3 separate regions of the Mus musculus genome follow, and regions 1 and 3 are each linked to region 2. The links are chromatin contacts, called in public Hi-C and HiChIP or PLAC-seq maps. All regions are on one chromosome and are shown on one strand. The core of a region is the stretch at or near the end of the contact, and the rest is flanking DNA. Distances in the headings are between cores, read along the strand shown. Region 1 overlaps Sort1 (sortilin 1). Region 2 holds the start of Amigo1 (adhesion molecule with Ig like domain 1). Region 3 has its middle 17 kb from the start of Gm12500.

What was found. Hi-C and Micro-C count contacts between places; a contact is called where the count stands out from the background. HiChIP or PLAC-seq counts read pairs in DNA pulled down with a chosen protein or histone mark.
Region 1: a Hi-C map of liver shows a contact between it and region 2, with 2.3 times the contacts expected there. The contact joins the enhancer-like site here to the promoter of Amigo1 in region 2. A contact is called at or near these places in 1 of 484 Hi-C or Micro-C datasets (liver) and 1 of 9 other capture datasets (liver).
Region 3: a contact with region 2 is called in an H3K4me3 HiChIP or PLAC-seq map of intestinal villus epithelium, with 5 read pairs. The contact joins the enhancer-like site here to the promoter of Amigo1 in region 2. A contact is called at or near these places in 3 of 39 promoter capture datasets (HPC-7-derived erythroid cells, liver and neutrophils), 1 of 484 Hi-C or Micro-C datasets (muscle stem cells), 1 of 115 datasets of contacts at active chromatin or transcription factors (intestinal villus epithelium) and 3 of 9 other capture datasets (adipose tissue, liver and pancreatic islet).

The regions. Positions count from the first base shown.
Region 1 is chr3:108,308,905-108,313,222 of GRCm38.p6, forward strand. It overlaps Sort1 (sortilin 1), which reads left to right. Exons shown (of 20, transcript NM_019972.3): 3 at 1,240-1,313. Among named protein-coding and RNA genes, the nearest start is that of Sort1, 27 kb to the left of the region's middle. Within about 2 kb of position 3,002, at least 26 of the 459 cell types and tissues checked have an H3K27ac peak or open chromatin away from gene starts, as enhancers often do. A contact at or near this core is called in liver, where this site is marked.
Region 2 is chr3:108,183,595-108,187,799 of GRCm38.p6, forward strand. Amigo1 (adhesion molecule with Ig like domain 1) reads left to right here and starts at 2,695. Exons shown (of 2, transcript NM_146137.3): 1 at 2,695-3,084; 2 at 3,497-4,205. The coding sequence starts at 3,593.
Region 3 is chr3:108,067,432-108,071,206 of GRCm38.p6, forward strand. No RefSeq gene overlaps it. Among named protein-coding and RNA genes, the nearest start is that of Gm12500, 17 kb to the right of the region's middle. Within about 2 kb of position 1,645, at least 67 of the 459 cell types and tissues checked have an H3K27ac peak or open chromatin away from gene starts, as enhancers often do. A contact at or near this core is called in intestinal villus epithelium, liver, muscle stem cells and 1 more, where this site is marked.

The sequences.
Region 1 (4,318 bases), core at 1,752-4,251, 130 kb after region 2:
TTCGGATCCCCAGCACACACGTTAGGACCCGCACGTGGGTTGGAAAGATGGCTCTGCAGTAAGAAACACACTTGTGATCTTGCAGAAGACCTGCTCCCACATCAGCAGGCTTTCAGTCGCCTGTGACTCCAGCTTTAGAAGATCCAATGTCTCTGTCCTCTGAGTTATCTGTGTCCAAATACCCCACACAGGCATACATACACAAGTAATTTAAAGTAAAATTAAAAATAAGCAGTTGGGTGTGTAGCACATGCTTGCAATTCTGCCGCGGGTGAAGCAGAGGCAAGCAGACCACTAGAACTCGCTGGCCAGGTCATGCTGGCCAGTCAGGCATTGTCAGGTTCCTGAGAAGCCCTCTCTCAAAGAGTATGTGATGAGCAATGGAAGAAGATACCACACTGACTTGCTGCCTCTACACATGCACATCTGCACACACACATGAACATGGACAGACATATAAAGCCTATCCATTCATACATACACATGTAAGCAAAACAAAGTGGTTTCTTATAATTACCCTTTAAACTCCCCAGTAGAGTTTTCTTAAGTGTGTATTAGTTTTTCTCAATTTTGACATATGCCCTAATTTCTATAATCTATTCACTTAGCCAAGATCCTTGGTAACTCTAAGTTGTGTTTTGTTTTGTTTTTCCCCAGAGACACAGTCTTAAGTAGCCAGGCTAGCTTTAAATATGGCTAAATTGGCCTTGAACGCCTCCTGATCCTCCTACCTCTGCCCCCTACTGCTGGGATCACAGGTGTGGACCACCGTGCCTAGCTAGGATTTCTTATTACGTGGATTTTTGATACTCTAGATGCCTGTACTAATTTATCTAGATTCTTTTTCTCATGTATATTTTTGCATAGAAAATAATTGTTCACAAAAATGAATTACACAGAGAACTAGCAACCTGAAGGAGAAGATGCCCAAACATATGTGGAATGCTAACCTCTGGGGGGCAGAAAAAGGAGATTTTTTTTCTTATATAGATACAAATTAGATGGCTCCTTCATTATATGCACTTGAGCATCTCCGACTCACTGCTTCAAGTGTAAGCGATGGGATGAGACAGGAACTTTCAGATCCTCACGGACCCACGTTCCTTGGCCCTTCCTAGACTTCAGCTATGTTGCATTACAGGTTTCTAGAAAGCAGAGCTGTCACCATCAGTCTTTGAGACGCAGCTTATCGTCATTGTCTATCATCTCTTATCAACAGAATGCTTTTGTCCCCTGCAGGTTATTCTCGTCCTGACCACTTTCCAAGTGCCTCTGGTAATTGTGAGCTTTGGACAGTCCAAGTTGTATCGAAGGTGAGACAGATAACACGTCCCAGGGACATTTGACCACACAGGAACGACAAAGGTTCTGCCTTAACTGTCACAATATTTCAACAGTTAATTTTGATCTTAGAAGTCCAGCAGACTATGGTGCTCAGCCCACTTTTGGATAACAATGTAGCAACCTTAAGAAAAAAATGAGAAGGGACTTACCTGGAAGGAGAGGAGGTTGATGACACCAGGTAAAGGCTGGCGCTACAGGCGCGTGTACCCATGCGAATCTCATGGATTCTTACTGACAGAAAGGCAGTGTGGTTTTTCTGCATCTATATGCTATGAATCGATTTTTTAAAAAAAATTTTCAAACAAACTTTTATTTAATGTTTTGGAGTCTAAATGGGTTATTTTTATGATGGTGCATGGTCATTTCTGCCTAGGAAGGGAGCTTTTTAGATCACCCTATTTCAGTCAACCTCGTTACTACAGTTCACACTAGGTGATGAGGGTGGGAACATGTGTCATGACATCGGTGTGTCTTCTGCAACTTGAATAGTAGGCTCCATTCCTCAGCAGGATGCAGAGCTGCTAGCACTCTAAAGTAAGTCATTATCGTCTTTATCCTGTATTTCTGTCCCATCTCTTCCCAAGGGACCTAAATGAATCACAAAATCCCAGCAGCCCATTCTAGAAACACCACAGGAGCCAGAGGCCTCTGGGAGCCCTGCTGGGCTGTAACTCTTCTTCACTTGATTGTTCTACAGCTGCTCTTGGCCCAGGTGCAGGGAACTGATGCTGAGGCTCTGAAATGCTTCAACCCCACTTCCCTCCTCCAGCAGGTGTGATCTTTGACTTCTCTGCCCAGGGGCCTGGAGCCAGAGCACTCTATTGAGCACAGCAATGCTGGCTTAAAATAAGCAAATACTTCTGTAGGCCAAGGAGTCAGTCACATGTTGGAATTGCCAAAGCCCCATGAAGGCTGGGCACTGCACTAACTGGAGACTCTCTAGCTGCTGGCCAAGTTATTAATACAGAGTAGGCAGGCAGAGTGTTAGTTGAGTGAACAAATAGCTGCTTGGCTGGATGCCTTGACTTCTGTGAGTTTTTATACCAAGCATGTGGTTTTCCTTGTTTCTTATGGATTGTCAGTATATTATAGAGTCTGGGTATTAAAAAGGCCCATAGACGGTGCCATTGTTTATGTAATTAGAACAGCAGCTAAATAATCAAAGCTAGTCTCCTGTTTGGAGAGGAAAAGATATATTTAAAACTTTGTAGACTGAATTTAGTACCTGTTTCTAGCACTTAAGAATCCTTGCTCTAAGTCGGGCATTGGTGGCATATGCCTTTAATCCCAGCACTTGGGAGACAGAGGCAGGCAGATTTCTGAGTTCAAGGCCAGCCTGGTCTACAAAGTGAGTTCCAGGACAGCCAGGGCTACACAGAGAAACCCTGACTCAAAGAATTAAAAAAAAAAAAAAAAAGAGTCCTTGCTCTAATGAAGTCCTGCTCAGTGTCGCCTTCCTCACTAGCTTATCTTTTTTTTTGCATCACCTTATAAAACACTTGGAAATCCTAACAGGAAGCACGAGTGACCGTGCAGAGTGTCATCTTAGTTTGTTTACAGTTCTCCCTGATTTTCCCCTCCAGTGCTCTATCTACCATGCAGCTGTATTGTCTTGGGAAGCAACACAGAAAAGCAAAGGGCTGCCAAGGTTTAGCTGGCAGGCAGGCCAAGGGTTGACTCTCTGCACTATCATTTGCAGAGTAACCTTGAACAAGTGTTGAGTTTGGTCTCTTGCTATGTATTGCAATGCTAAATACTGGCCCCGAGGTCTGGCTGCCCCTAGGGGTGAGGAGATCCTCACAAAAACCAAGTGATGCTGTGTAACCTATAAAACTATAAAGATGCCCACAGCCTAGAGCTGGGCAGAAGAAGGCGGGGCTTTGGTTCCCAGCATGGGGTCGAGGAGAGGACCACAGAAGGAAGAGAGAGAGAGAGGTGGGGAGAGGAGAAGAGGCGAGGGGGTAGGTGAATCTTAAAAAAAAAAAAAAAAAAAAAGGCCATGAGAGCTGGTCAGTTGGAGTAAGAGCTGCCCAGGCAGAGCATAGCAACTCATATGTTTTAATTAGGGTTTTACTGCTGTGAACAGACACCATGACCAAGGCAAGTCTTCTAAGGACAACATTTACTTGGGACTGGCTTACAGGTTTAGAGGTTCAGTCCATTGTCATCAAGGTGGGAACATGGCAGCATCCAGGCAGGCATGGTGCAGAAAGAGCTGAGAGTTCTATATCTTCATCTGAAGGCTGCCAAGAGAAGACTGACTTCCAGGCAGCTAGGATGAAGGCCTTAAAGCCCACACCCACAGTGTGACACACTTCCAACAAGGCCACACCTCCAAATAGTGTCACTCCCTGGGCCAAGCATATTCAAACCATCATATCATATCTTGGGGTTATTGGCAGGGAAGTAGACATAATAACATAGAGGGTTGATATCTACCTAGCTCTAGTGCTGTCTGAGGCTTATTGTAAATACAAAAGTGTTGTGTCTTTTATCTAGGAACTGAAAGATAGAAGGTGGGATAGAAACCACCAATTAATATTGATATTTACTACAACAAACAAGTCATGCAGCCTCCTAAGTGTTAGCATTTTTATCTAGGCTCCGCCCACAGTTACCTGGCAACAGCCAGGTGTGCCTGACTCACTATAAAAGGGGCTGCTCCATTCCCCTCTCTCTTGCTCTAGCTCTGTCCTCTCTTCCCGCTCTCCCTCTCTCCCCATTCCCCACCACCACCACCACATGCTCATGGCTGGCCTCTACTCCTCTGCTCTCATTCTCTGCCTTTCTCTTTCTCTACTGGTCTCTCAGATCCCCTCCCTTGTGCTGAATAAACTATTCTATACAGGGGGAAGGGATGCCTCAGCATGGGCCGGCAGAGGCACCCCTTTTTCCCCCCACACCTTACCGCACCTACACCAAACATATTCCTTCTCTCTTTATCTTTATAAAACACAATACAAAGACTTTCTAT
Region 2 (4,205 bases), core at 1,445-3,944:
CGCCTAGCCTCTTGTGACTCAACACATGGTCTGTGGATCCAAAGCACTAACATCTCGCATGTTAGAACCACAGGCTACTGGGCCCCTCTCTGGACTAGTGATTCAGAATCTCACTATTAACAAGAGTCCTCAGTGGTTTGTATGCATATTTTTTAAAATTTAAGTGTACTTGAGATTAAGAGACTGAAGAGCTATCCAAATTACAGATACCAACTCTTTTGTTGTTTGTTTGTTTGTTTGTTTTTCAAGACAGAGTTTCTTTGTGTAGTCCTGGCTGTCTTGGAACTCTCTCTGTAGACCAGGCTGGCCTAGAACTCAGAGATCACCTGCCTTTGCCTCTCTGCCTCTGCCTCTCAGCCTCTGCCTCTCTGCCTCTGCCTCTGCCTCTGCCTCTGCCTCTGCCTCTGCCTCTGCCTCTGCCTCTGCCTCTGCCTCTGCCTCTGCCTCTGCCTCTGCCTCTGCCTCTGCCTCTGCCTCTGCCTCTGCCTCTGCCTCTGCCAAGTATTATGATTAAAAGGGTGTACCACAACCACCTGGCTTAGGTACCAACCCTTAAAACTGATGTCCAGCTCAAAGGGCCCTTTTCCTTTTTGTTACCTTGTTTTCCCTACCTTCAAACATAGTAGAAAGAGGAATGGGATAGACGGATAGACAGATAGAAGGATAGACAGTTAGATGAGAGCCTAGAATGCTGGAGTCTAAAGGAAATGTAGGGGAGGGCAAAGCAGAGTAGGGGGAACATGCATTTTTTCCAGGGATATTTGCATAAAATACAATGATAGTATTTCCTTGTCAGCTATTGAATAAGGATAGTGGATTTATAGGCGTTCATTGCATACTTTCAGTATGATTGAAAAATTTTCAAAATTAAAAAATAGATGCGTTGGGCAGTGGTGGTGCACATCTTTAATCCCAGCACTTGGGAGGCAGAGGCAGATGGATTTCTGAGTTCGAGGCCAGCCTGGTCTACAGAGTGAGTTCCAGGACAGCCTACATAGAGAAACCCTGTCTCGAGAAAAACCCAAAGGAAAGAAAGAAAGAAAGAAAGAAAGAAAGAAAGAAAGAAAGAAAGAAAGGAAGATGCAACTTCAGAGACCATGTGTATGATAACAGCTTCAAGAGGTCCCCCAGCAATCCTCTTCTACTGGAATTCATGCCCTTGTGTGGTCTCTTTCCATCAGGATCTGTCTCTGTGAACAAAGTGGAGATGGCAGCAAGACTTGAAAGAGCTGGGTCATTGTGACTTCTGTCTTGCAGGCTCTTGGATCTCTCACCTGCCAGAAGCTGTTCCATCAGGGCACTTAAGCAGTCTTGAGACCTGACCTGGAGAGTCATTGAGGTTTCTTGACAACAACAGCCAACCATCTGAGGGACTCATGTGACCCTCTGTGAAAGCTGACCCTCCCGTCCCAGTCAAGTTTTCTGATGACCGAGCTTCCACGTGGCATGTGCCTGTAACTGAGAAATACCCTAGCATCTCTAGCCAACAGAAATTGTGTTTCACAGCCATTGATTTCCTGATTCCTCTTTCCTTCTCCTCCAAAAAGGACTACTCACCCTTCTCGACTTTTCACCATGCCTGGATTAAACAGGAAAGAGGAAAAAAAAAAATCTTTCCAGATCATGCATAAGTTTAATGTGCTAATACCCCTAGAAGAGATAATACAGTCACTTAAATTCACAGTAAAACATGGGAGAGATCTAGCTTTTTTCTTTTTTAAACTCTTAGCAAGCTAATTTGTTGAGAGGTTAATTTCAGGTGTGGTCTTGCTACTGTAAAAGACTGGAAAGAAAAACTTGCTAATTTCTCCCTCTGTGCCCAGTATCTCAAGAATGAATTCTTGGATGACATGGTCTTGGTCATTCCTGGGCCTTGCCCCCAATCATCAATTTTCATACTTTGATTAACAGCTTCTTTGTGCTTAGGGAGGCCATCTTACAGAAACCATCTTACAGAAAACACCTCAACGCCCACCACTGGTCTTCACCTTTGAGAATTAATAGAGAAAGTATCAAGATCTGACAACCAGGAAGTGCAGGTACTGCTTCGGGAAGAAGATAAATGGGAGAGCTGGATAGGACGGGAAGTGGGGAGGCAAGGTGGGTTGTCTGTGGAAGGACACGCCTCCCAAGCCCAGTCGTGACTAGCAAGCTTGCAGGCTAAGCAGCTGTGTTCTTCTATGGTACTCCAAGAAGTATAGACTAGTGACATCAAAAGTAGAGAGGGAAGAACAAAAACAAAAACAAAAAAGCAAAATAAAGCTCTTCTCCCAAATTTTAGTGACTTCACAGCTGCGCAGAGAAAGCAGAAGGAACGAAAAAAAAAAAAAAAAAAAACGTGACTAATGAATTTCCCGCCAACACTGACAGCGGGAGGCGAGCCAGATTTCTTTAATTTGGAAAATTAAAAGACGCGTGCCGCTTCTTGTCCCAGAGTCAGTTCACTGGTTCCAGCGAACTCACTACTCTTAGACTTACTTTTCCCGACAGGGGGTTTGGGTAGGAGGAACGTTACTGGGGCATGAAGAGAATGGAGAAAGGGAGGCTAGGGAAGAGAGGCGCTTTGAGGGGCCACGCTCGCTAGCTCTGGGCCCAGCCCGGGATGGCAGAGGAAATGACCCCCGACTGCAGCCGGCAGCCCGCGCGTCCGCCGGGAGCCGGAGACAAACACACGCACGTGCGCCCCGCCCCCGCCGCGCGCACGCGCCCGGAGGCTCCGGCGGCGGCGGCGGCGGGCGGCGGCGGGCGGGCGGGCGCGCGCGCGGTGCTCGCTGCCCCCACGCTGCTCCCTCGGCTGGGATCGCGGCGTCTCCCGCTCGCCGCACTGCTTCTCGCCTGGCCCGTGGCTCCGGAGGCGGCAGTCGTGCCAGGTGGGCTCGGGTGGACGGGCGCGGCGGTCCGGGCGCGGCGGCGGCGCGGGTGGACAGCGCGGAACCCAGCAAGTTCCTCGCAGGCGATGTCGCCGGGCGCGGGCCCCTACGTACGCTGGGCGCTGTGACAGGCCGGCCGGGGAGGCGCGGACGGGGGAGGCCGCGACGGAGCTCCTGGACTGGCCATGGGCTGAGACGCATCCTCGCCGAGCAGGTGCAGTGACCCGAGGGTCTAGGGAGGGAACCCGCGCCACAGGCCCCGGGAACCTTCGGCCCTTCTCAGCCTAGTACCCTGTTGACCTTCCCTGGGTTCCTCGGGAAAGGCCCTGATGACCCCGCCTCCAAACCCAGAGCTTGCAATCCCTGGTGACACCCCACCACTGCCACCACAGGGGACACGCTGTGTACACTCTCACTCTAGACCGGCGACCCCAGCCCACTGGGCCTTTGCGCCTATGCCTCTGATGTCCTAGTATTTTGAGCCCACAGCCTGCCTCACTGTGCCTGGGAACTACCCGGGATAGCTTACCCTCTCTGCTCACCAAAGGGTGGGAGAGGAAAGTGGGAGTGGTGGTCTTTCCCTCTTGAGTCTTTGGTGACTACAAACCCATCCTCTTTCTCCCAAGCCTGTAGTGAAAGTGACCCTTCCATACTCCACCAGAACATGCCGGGGTGACTCCCTCCCAGATCCTGTGGCCTTCCTCGCTCTTCCCAGTGACACTATGCAACCCCAGCGTGACCTGCGAGGCCTCTGGCTCCTGCTGCTCTCCGTGTTCCTGCTTCTCTTTGAGGTAGCCAGGGCCGGCCGATCTGTGGTTAGTTGTCCCGCCAACTGCCTGTGCGCCAGCAACATCCTCAGCTGCTCCAAGCAGCAGCTGCCCAATGTGCCCCAATCTTTGCCCAGCTACACAGCACTGCTGGACCTCAGCCACAACAACTTGAGCAGGCTGCGGGCCGAGTGGACCCCCACCCGGCTGACCAACCTGCACTCCCTGCTGCTGAGCCACAACCACCTGAACTTCATCTCCTCCGAGGCCTTCGTCCCCGTACCCAACCTTAGGTACTTGGACCTCTCCTCCAACCATCTTCACACGCTGGATGAGTTCCTGTTCAGCGACCTGCAGGCGCTGGAAGTGCTGTTGCTCTACAATAACCACATTGTGGTGGTGGACCGGAATGCCTTTGAGGACATGGCCCAGCTGCAGAAACTCTACTTAAGCCAGAATCAGATCTCTCGCTTTCCTGTGGAACTGATCAAGGATGGGAACAAATTACCCAAACTGATGCTCTTGGATCTGTCCTCCAACAAGCTGAAGAAGTTGCCCCTGACTGACC
Region 3 (3,775 bases), core at 395-2,894, 120 kb before region 2:
TAATAAAAATATTATGTTGAAAAAAAGAGTGCCCTTAGTGGAGGCCCCGGAGTTAGAGAAGTTGGTACCTTGCCTTTGAGGAGGATATTAGGACCCTGTGTGATGCCTCCTGGTCTCCAGGAGGTAAAGGGACCTTCTCCATCACATGCTCCCTCTACTGAGTGCTGTGCTGTCACCAGTCCATAGCGAAAGGAGCAAGTGGACACGGATGCAGGCCTCTGAATGTGAGCCAAGATAAACTTCTCCTTCTTTTAAGTTACCCCAGGTTTCTGCCCCAGTGACAACGTTAACACACTCTGACACACTGTCACTTATTAACATGAGCTCTCAGAAAAAGTTATGGACTCTGAGCTTTCGTTCTCTTGCCTAGAGAGATTTGGACTTGTCCCCACCTCTCAGCATGCATGCTCTCAATCTTTTGTCAGACTGTGCCAGCCAATCATGACACTATGGCTACTTATACAGCCCTGTTTTTTGTTTGTTTATTTTGTTTTGTTTTGTTTTTCGAGACAGAGTTTCTCTGTGTAGCCCTGGCTGTCCTGGAACTCACTCTGTAGACCAGGCTGGCCTTGAACTCAGAAATCCACCTGCCTCTGCCTCCCAAGTGCTGGGATTAAAGGCGTGCGCCACCACTGCCCGGCACAGCCCTGTTTTTTTAAAACACACACATAGGCTAGTGAGATGGCTCAGTGGTTAAGAGCGCCGACTGCTCTTCCGAAGGTCCCAAGTTCAAATCCCAGCAACTACATGGTGGCTCACAACCATCTGTAACGAAATCTGATGCCTTCTTCTGGAGTGTCTGAAGACAGCTACAGTGTACTTACATATAATAAATAAATAAATCTTAAAACACACACACACACACGTTAAAGGTCAGTAGACAATCTCAGATATAATTCTCTAGAACATTGTCTACCTCATTTGAGACAATTAGGCTAGACTAGCTGGCCAGCGATCCCCAGTGAGCCTCCTGCCCGCACCTCCCCAGCTCTGGGATTCTGGGAACTGATCTTAGGTCTTTGTACTTGAGAGGCAAGTGCTATACCAGCTGTTACCTGTTACCCCCCTAGGCCCTAACCACTGATCTTCCTTTTTAGTTGTACTCATTATTTTTATTTTATGTGCATGGGTGTTCTGCTTACATGGATGTCTGCGCACCATATTCCTACCGAGGTCAGAAGTTGGATCTCCTACAACTGGAGTTGCAGACAATTGTGAGCTGCCACGTTGGTGTTGGAGAGTGTCTGGAAGAACTGCCAGTGTTATTAACCACTTAGCCAGCCCTCCAGCCATTAACTACAGATTTTTGTTTGGTTAGTTAGCTTTGGTTTTTTTAAAGACAGAGTTTCTCTGCATAGCCTTGGCTGTCCTGGAAATTGCTCTGTAGATCAGACTGACCTTAAACTCAGAGATCCCTCTGCCTCTCTGCCTCTCTGCCTCTCTGCCTCTCTGCCCCTCCCCCCCCCCCCCACCTCTGCCCCTGCCTCTGCCTCCCAAGTGCTGAGCCTAAAGGCATGGGCTGCCACCACCCAGCTTAACTACAGCTCTTAACTGCCTTTCTAAATGCTCTTCTCCACTCCCACAGCTATCAGCCACATCTAGCTCACTCCTGCCAGGAAGAGGCAGGACATTGTCCCTTCTCAGAGACAACTTCTGCCCTCAACCAGATACAGACGTTAAGGGCCACAGTAGAGTGGCTGAGGGGTCAGCTCTGTACTTCCTCAACCTCACTGAACCTGGTGTTTCTCTTTGGGGGCAGGAGAATGCCAGACTTGGAGGTGAATGCCTGCAATCTCAGTACTTACGCCGAGTGAGGCAGAATGACTGCTGTTAATTCAAAGCCAGCCAGGGCTACGGAGTGAGTCAAGCAAGCTTGGGATAGAGAAAGCACCTCCGCATCAAAATGAAAGAGTGGGAATATGATGCCGGCTGACATGCAAAGCAGCCCTTAGTACATTGCACACACTCACACAGAAAGAACTTGGACCTCTGTGTTCAGGGTGCTATAAACACACCCTAGTCCCCTCATTTCCTCAGGATCCCAGGTTGGGGTAGGCAGGACTTTACTCCTCTACCTGTTTGTATGTTTCAGGGCTGACTTGCCCAGCCAAGAGGCTCACAACCAGGCCAGTTTTTCAGGAGCGAAGTGGAGTTGGACATCTAACCCTCCATGTGGCTGCTTTGCTGACAGGAGCCAGGCTGCACTGCAGCAGAGACAGCAGTTCTGCTCAGCTTGTCCAACCAGGAAGAAGAACCAATCTGAAGGCTGGACCTGAGGCTGAACCAATCTTATCTGGAAGCGGGCGGGGCGGAGGGTAGGGCTCTCCTGAGCTCTGTGCAGACCCAGCATCTGATTCTGAGGACGCTCCCCTCCAAGAGTAACCAACATTCAAACGCACACACATCCTCATTCGATGTAACTCGTCTTTGGTTTAAAGGGGCCCCTTTGACTTGCTTTGGAAGCCGCTTTTGAAGTTACCCGACTGAGTAACTCCTTTAGTTTAGAACTGGCTATGGCTACAGTCATGCTGCGGATTCTGGAGCGTTTGCCAAATGCAGTTTACAAATTGTTTCCAAATATAATGACATTTGTAGGGATACTAAAATTAACAAATATTGAAGTTGACATGCTAGGTTTTGAAGGCATTTCTTTAAACATTTGTTAGTTTCAGTTTCTCCTCTTTTCTTATTTTACAGCCTCCAAAGTTCTAGCTTCCCAGCCATCTTTGAGCCTTTGAAAGCCTACTCCACAGATTTACATCCAGAACTAGGGACCGGGGTCACTCCTAACTCCAGATGCTACAGGAGCCCCGTGGCTTCTAGCTGCAGAGACCACCTACCCTAAGTCATCGACCAGGCAAGGTCAAGTTGAGGGGCTTTGCTCCCATATAGAAAACAAAGTGAACTATTGAACATTAGGATAAACATGAGTTAATGTTTAAATGTTCTATTGGACTTTCCTTTAATAAATTCACCCAGGAGGTAATAGTGTGACAAGGTTTGGATGAGCACAAGAAATGTCCCCACCTGCTCCTCTCTGGCTCCCCAGGAGGGGGCGCCGCAGAGCAGCCCAGGTTGCTGTCTACTTGGCTAGGATTTACAGTTGTAGTGCCTAGGTGTAGACTTCACAATGTGCTAGGCCGAGGGCCACAAGGGGAAGGTTCTTCTGCTGTTTGCACACACCATTTGGGGCATTTTAAAGCATTGATTTTAAAAGTCCCCACCACCAATCTCAACCCAGCAAATGAGAAGGAGTTCCCGCCCCAGCAAGGACTACATAACGAGTTCAAGGTCAGCCTTTGGACGGTGGTAAGGTGCTGCCTTCCTCAAGAGGGGTCCACACTCAGCAGCCTCCAAGCAGGTCACTTGGAAGGGCTGACAGGGAGACCGGATGAGAGGTCTGTCAAGGCAGAGGGCAGGCAAGCAAGGGAAGGGCTTTGCTTCATCCTATCAAGTGAAATTGACATCTCAAACCTGGCAATTCTCTCTTATGGACATGTAGGTTAGTGTGAGAATCTCAAGCCTTGAGCAAACCAAAGCTAAAGCTTACTAGAATCTTACCTAATGCTTTAAATCCAATCCAGCATGAGGAAAGCATTATGGGTAAGAATCTGGCGGCACAAAGAAGGAAGTACCTTGCCCATGGTCACACAGATCAGGACTACAGCTAAGGCCAGGTGTCACGGCTCCACAGTGCACAGCCAGTCACACACTCCAGGCCTACATACTACTCTTTTAACATTTTGAGCATGCGCACATATGCACATGCCCTGGT